2 separate regions of the Gossypium arboreum genome follow, and region 2 is linked to region 1. Evidence: chromatin contacts called from public Hi-C data. All regions are on one chromosome and are shown on one strand. Each heading gives the region's core, a stretch centred on a gene start, on an enhancer-like site or on the middle of the called end of the contact. The rest is flanking DNA. Distances are from core to core; before and after follow the strand shown.

What was found. Hi-C and Micro-C count contacts between places; a contact is called where the count stands out from the background.
Region 2: a contact with region 1 is called in a Hi-C map of leaf, with 2.8 times the contacts expected there. The contact joins the promoter of LOC108463856 here to the enhancer-like site in region 1. A contact is called at or near these places in 4 of 5 Hi-C or Micro-C datasets (all in leaf).

Annotation. Positions count from the first base shown.
Region 1 is chr13:8,061,136-8,064,459 of ASM2569848v2, forward strand. No RefSeq gene overlaps it. Among protein-coding and RNA genes, the nearest start is that of LOC128286924, 3.2 kb to the left of the region's middle. Within about 2 kb of position 2,071, at least 1 of the 2 cell types and tissues checked has an H3K27ac peak or open chromatin away from gene starts, as enhancers often do. A contact at or near this core is called in leaf, where this site is marked.
Region 2 is chr13:8,100,942-8,104,247 of ASM2569848v2, forward strand. LOC108463856 reads left to right here and starts at 1,872. Exons shown (of 18, transcript XM_017763820.2): 1 at 1,872-2,214; 2 at 2,765-2,938; 3 at 3,024-3,205; 4 at 3,297-3,306. The coding sequence starts at 2,160.

The sequences.
Region 1 (3,324 bases), core at 821-3,320:
ATGGCTAGAGAACCTTTGCCCTTGGTTTTTCTTTTGATGAAGTGAAGGATTTCTGTGGCTAAAATAATATTATCTGAAATGAGACATCTAAGAATAAAAGCATCTTGAAAGGGAGTGATAAGAGAGGGAAGAATACTCTTAAGCCGATTGATAATATTCTGTAGGGCACATTATTTGAATTATTGATTGCTTTCACAACTTTAAAAAATTATAATTGATTTTTCAAACTACGAGTCCATCTATTAGTGTAAGCTTTATCTTGAGCTTTAAAAGTCATTTTGGACCTACCGTACTCCAACTTGAATAGGATATGTTACATGTTTTCTTCAACTCGATAGATCTAAACTATGCATGCAGTAGGTTGATAGGTTTTAAAATTTTACTAACATATTTTAAATATACTTTACGTGATATTCAAAATAATCTTTAATGCCTATACTGATGATTAAGTTGACAAAAAAACTTGGTTGTTACATTATATTTTGAGAACTCAATTACAGTATTTTAAAAATTAGATCATAGAGGATGTTTAGTTGATTTAAACCATATAAAATTTAACTTGTATCAAGACAAGTATTGTTAAGGTTTCATCCAAATAAAATCTATTTATATTTAAGTTTTATTTGAGTTAGCGTCATAAGTTAACTAAACATCAATTCAGTTGAAAATAATTAAAATTTATTATTTTTACAAAATAAAAAATATTAATGTGAAAGTGTTTTTATTTATTTTTTATATAAAGCAATTCAAACTTAAAATAATTCTAAAAATTTTAAGCTAATTGACAATTATAAAAGATAATAATTTGAGCTAATTAATACTTAAACATGAATTAAATATTTTCGATAATCAAATTAGATAATTTTATGAATAGTTAAATCAATATAATTTGCCAACATTCAAAAAGAAACTTAAATAATAGTAAAATTTCCTAAGTGCCAAGCATTATTTGGATATTTTATTTTATAATTAACGCAACTTTTACGTCCATTTTAAAGGTTATAATTTTTTTATATAATTTTAAACAAATAAAATAGCTGTAAAATAAGGAAAATTTACGGAAGCTTCTACGGTCAGTTTTCAATAAACTTTCATTTACGTATGTTTAATTTGTTAGGATAAGATAAAGCTGTAAAGGAATGCTATTATGTGAAAATGAAATATGGCTAGAATGGAATGAAATGAGTACAACAATAGTTAAGTTGAGTGGAATAGAATAGAGATGCAGTAATATTCTTATATTTGGTTCGAGGAAATAAGTGGTGTAATAGCATAAAAATAAATGCTCAAATGATAAAAATACTCATTTTAACAAAATTTCTTTTAAGTATTATCTAATACAAGTATTAATATTTAAACAAATTATTTAAAATTGATTATAATTAAAATAGAAAATTTCTTTAAAACCCAACTAATTATAAAATATTTTTAAAAAATCATAAAATATTTAAATATTAGTTTTACATATAAATTTCTACTATTATTTTAATATCAGAAAAAACCTTCATTACCTTTTTTTTAAAATCTTTCCACACTCTCTCTTATCCAGAACCTTCATCTTCTTTTTACAAAAAAAAAAAAGATAGGGTAAGAAAATTAGAAAAGGTTGAAAAATACATTATTTTTCAGTTTTAATAGGTCCACTGCTAGCCATTATATTCGCTGCCATCAGTTGGCGTCACGTTGAAAATTTTAGAAATTTCATCTCCTGATTTCCATCATGCTAGTTATTTCTCTTTCGTCTTTATCATCAACCTACTTTCTTCCTCTTTTAATGGTGTTTTCATGCTTGGAGATCAACAACCCAAAACTCAATTTTCTCATGTTTTTAAGTTTTTTTATCTTTCTTTTTTTTTTTTTTCTGATTTCTTTTTTGTTCATTCTATTTTTCTTAATTATTTAAACCTTCAAAGGTTGTTTTACCTGTTTGTGAGTTATTAATGGTGTTGAATTTTCTTTCTCCAAAGAACTCCTTGTATAAGGGTGTTTTGGTCAGAAAAAGGAAACGCCTATTACGGGAGGCATTGAATTATCCATTCGAAGGGGGAGGGCCTGAATGGCTATTCAACCCTCATTCCGTGGAATAGCATTCAATGAACCAAATAAAAGAATATTGACCAATTACAGCGAACCAAATATGCTGTTAGTGTTAAAAGAAAAGTACGAGATAATCCGATAAAAAATAAATGAAAATTATACAAGATAATACTAAAATATGAAATATAAAAATTACAAAGAAATATTTAAAATTATGAGTGAATATTAAAAATATGAGTGAGTGTAAAATATTGTTTCTTTCTTTATTTAATTTTAAATATTTGTAAATTTATTCATACAAATTACGAGGAGTGTCCAAAAGTCAGAGGAAGTACCAAATATTGGTTTTCTTAAAATTTTATTTATTTATTAATAATTTAATTTATCCTTAAAAATAAAAAAATTATATCATATAAAAAAATCAAATTTTGGCTCATCTCAACAAACTTTCTTATAACTAAACTATAAATTTGTAACAATTATGACCCTTATATGGTTATTTCTTTTAAACAAACTTTTCGATTAATCAAAATTAACACATGACAACTTTTGTTTGATAATAAAATTTTCAATTTAATATTAAATAATAATTTAAATTTAAGTTTTATTTAATATAATTTTTCATCTTCACCCTTCTCTACATACTCTTCCAAATTGATTATATATATATATACTCATTGTTTATATCTTTGGCAAGTTTGGTCATAGAATACAAACAAGGTAATCAAATTCCCAGAATGGAAAAGAAAACCATGACTTTATTTTTTCACATGCTCAGTTTCAACATCTTTGAATAGTTTGACACTTGGATAAGCATAAATTTAATACCCTCTCATCATAATAGATTTGATGATGGGTCGATACAAAATTTTAAGTTTGTTTTTAAAGTCTAGATTTGATTCGACTTGAAAAATAAATTTAAAATTTTGCTCAAACTCAACCTAAATTAAAATTGTTAAACCTAAATTTGACTCAACCTACTTGTATTAATTTTTTAGATTATTTTTATTATATAAAAATAAATTTAAAAATATAATATACCAAATATACTAAAAATATTAAAATAAATATTTTCAACAAATTAAAAATATATTAAAAAATCATTATACTTAAATAACGTGTGAAAAATAAAATAAAATAAAATAAAATAACACACAAATTTTACGTGAAAACCCTTTCGGGAAAAAACCATGGGCAGAGGAGAAGAAAATTCATTATGTCGAAAATTTGAATCCAATACAAAAAGAATAGACTATGTCTATTTATAGGCTTGTAAAGCCATATTCT
Region 2 (3,306 bases), core at 622-3,121, 40 kb after region 1:
GAAAAATGTATTAAATGGTTCATTTTTATCAAAAACAGAGTCCACATCCCAACGAGCATCTTTTCTTGTTGCAACGTCAATTGATAGTAAGTGATATCGTGCCATCGTGACCTAACATACTATTTTGGCGATGTCCCGATGTGGAATTGATGATGTCATGACGTCAATCCTATAACTATTTACAATTTGGTCATGTTTCGTACTCGGGTTGATAAAAGAGTTTTCATAAGCTCGATTAAGACTTAGAATTGATTTTTTTAATAATTTTAAATGTAATAAACTCTTGGTTACATGTATAAATGATTATATGTTGTTTGATTAACTGTAGTTGCTCCGACAACGAATGTAGAATCCTGACGCTCAGACCTGACGATCAAGTCGAGAAAAGGGTGTTACAATTCAAATAGATATTTATTGAATAATTGTGTTTATTGCTAAAAGATGTGACTATCAATTTGGATAGTTATATCTTTATGAAGAGACATGAGAACTCTTATAGGAGTCAAACTTTATTTGTTTGAACACCAAAATACATCAAAAGTTTCTTTCTATTCTCCTCCATTTTCTAATATTCTTAAATTGTTTTATAAAGAATTAATGCAAAAGTTCTTTATTGAAATTGATATTCTTGCCATGCTCTACTCAATACTCAGTGGACTATTTCCATTAGTATAAAATGTGGATAGTCATTAGACTTCATTGTATCCTCAAGGTTCTTTTGCCGGTAATTCTTTGTCACATCAAAATATAAGTGGGGACAAATAGAACATTAAATAAAATGACATTAGTATACATCTTGGAGCCTTCACTAATTTCTCATAAGTTTATTTCCATTAATTTCACTTATTATCCGTATTAAATTAAGACATCACCTAACTTGATTTAATAAAATTATTCGTAAAAAATTGAATCTATTAAATATTTTCATTTAATAAGTATAAAAATATTATTTAAACTAAAAACTTTAAAAATTAAAATGCATAATGCATTCAAATATTTAGATTCAAAATTGTTATTCTAAAAGTAAAACAAATTCAAATATCCATTATTTAAATATTTTGATACAAAGCTGAAGTAATGACAATAGGCAAAGAGTCGTAGGATTTTTTTCTAGAATGCTCAAAATATCACAAATTGGTTGTTCACTTAGTTGAAGACTCACCATAGTGAGCCAAAATAGAATGAATAGGCCATATAACCAAACTGCATCTAACAAAGGCAATGCAAAAAGCTTAGCGAACGAAGTCGAGCCAAACCTTCAACGATAGACTAATTATATCTTTCTTTGTCTTTTTGGTCGACTGGAGCAAGGTGGCCTAAAAGAGTATATGAGGCGTCACGTATAGTTCCTTTATTACTTCTCTATCCTTTAAAGCTTACTTGTCTTGTAGACGATTCTTCTTTTTAGGTATTATTTATCTTGTAAGATAATAAATAAATGTAATGTACAGATGATAGGTACTTTGTTCTTGTTAAGAGAATGGCTCTTAGAGTTAAGCTTATAAGGTAAAAGGTTTATAATGTCTTGGTCAACAAAATTTTGATTTCATAGATGTCATTAATTAGCAAGATTGGTAAATTATAAGATGAGTTTCTAAGGCAAACTTGTTAGTTATAATTATAACAAAATCCAAATTCAGTAAAAAAAAAGAATTCAAATAATAAATATTTCAATATTAAAAAACTCATATAATAATATTATCGAAATCTACTATATTTATATTTATAAAAAAATAAATACCCAAATACGCAATGCTCATTTAAAATTATCACGTGGTGGCAAATATCACGCGCTGTTGAAGGCGGTATGATCTATCGCGCTATTCGGTTTCATACAGATGAATACGATGTCGTCACTCAATAAAAAAATGACGGTAAAGAGTACATGGCCGGTGTTTCCACGTCTTTTAGGCGTCAATGAATCTGGTTTTTTGCTTTCATCACCGACGAAACGATACCTTCGAGCAATAGCGACAAAATATGAAATACATTAAATAAATATTTATATTTCTTTTTTTAAAAATAGTATTTATATTTCCAAAGTAGCAGCAAAGTGCCATAATAAACAATTTCCTAATAATCAGGTATACGTTCTTTTTTCTTTTTTTTTTTTTAACTTAATTCCAAACACAATAACAAAAGAAAGGAAAACAAAAAAAATGGAGCTTAAACCTGGCTTATCAGCTCTGGTCACTGGCGGTGCTTCCGGGATTGGTAAAAACTTTCATAAGCTTATTGTTTCTTAATATTTTGTTGGAGATTGCAATATTTTTGGAGTTTTTTTTTTTAAAAATTTGGAATCTACAATTGAAATGAACTTCCGAGAAATCATGAACCGATTGCTTTTGATTTATTATGAACCGCTTAAACTTTAAGATTGTGAAATGGATAATGTAATTTATTTGAATTCCTGTTGAATTATGTGCTGGTGAAGCTTTGTTTATTTCAATTTATCCGGAGTTGTATTTAACGCATCTACAATTGAAATGAACTTCCGAGAATTCATAAACCGATTCCTTTGGTTTATTATGAATCGTTGAACTTTAAGATTGTTAAACAGATAATGTAATTGTTATTGAATTATGTGCAGGTAAAGCTTTGTTTATTTCAATTTATCAGGAGTTTTAATTATCGCATCTCTAATGGAAATAAACCTCAGAGAATTCATTAACCGGTTGCTTTGGTTTTGTTATGAATCTCTTGAACTTAAGATTGTGAAGCAGATGATGTAATTGATTCAGATTGTTCTCGAAATTATGTGCAGGTAAAGCTTTGTGCTTAGCTCTGGCTGCGAAAGGGATATTTGTGACAATTGTAGATTTCTCGGAAGAGAAAGGGAAGGAAGTTGCTTCTTTAGTTGAGATAGAGAATTCCAAATTCCATCAAAATTTAGGCTTTCCTTCTGCTATTTTTGTTAAATGCGACGTTACTAGCTTAAGTAAGTTTTCATAGGGTTTCTTTCATGTAGTTGTTTCAGATAATTACAATATATGTTTAAAAAACATTGCTTCTTATTTGATTAGGAGATTTAAATTTAGCATTTGAGAAGCATGTCTCAACATATGGAGGACTGGATATATGCATCAATAATGCTGGCATTGCTAATACAGCACTTTTCTGGAAGGATCAAACTGATGGCACTAAGACATGGAAACATACTATTAATGTCAATCTCGTTGCAGTTATTGATTGTACTCGCCTCGCGGTATTTCTTCAACTCTTTGTACTTTCTGCAATTTTGGTTTCCCACAGTCTCTAGGTACAGCAATGAATAATTTTCTCAATTCTTTGAACAGATTAAGAGTA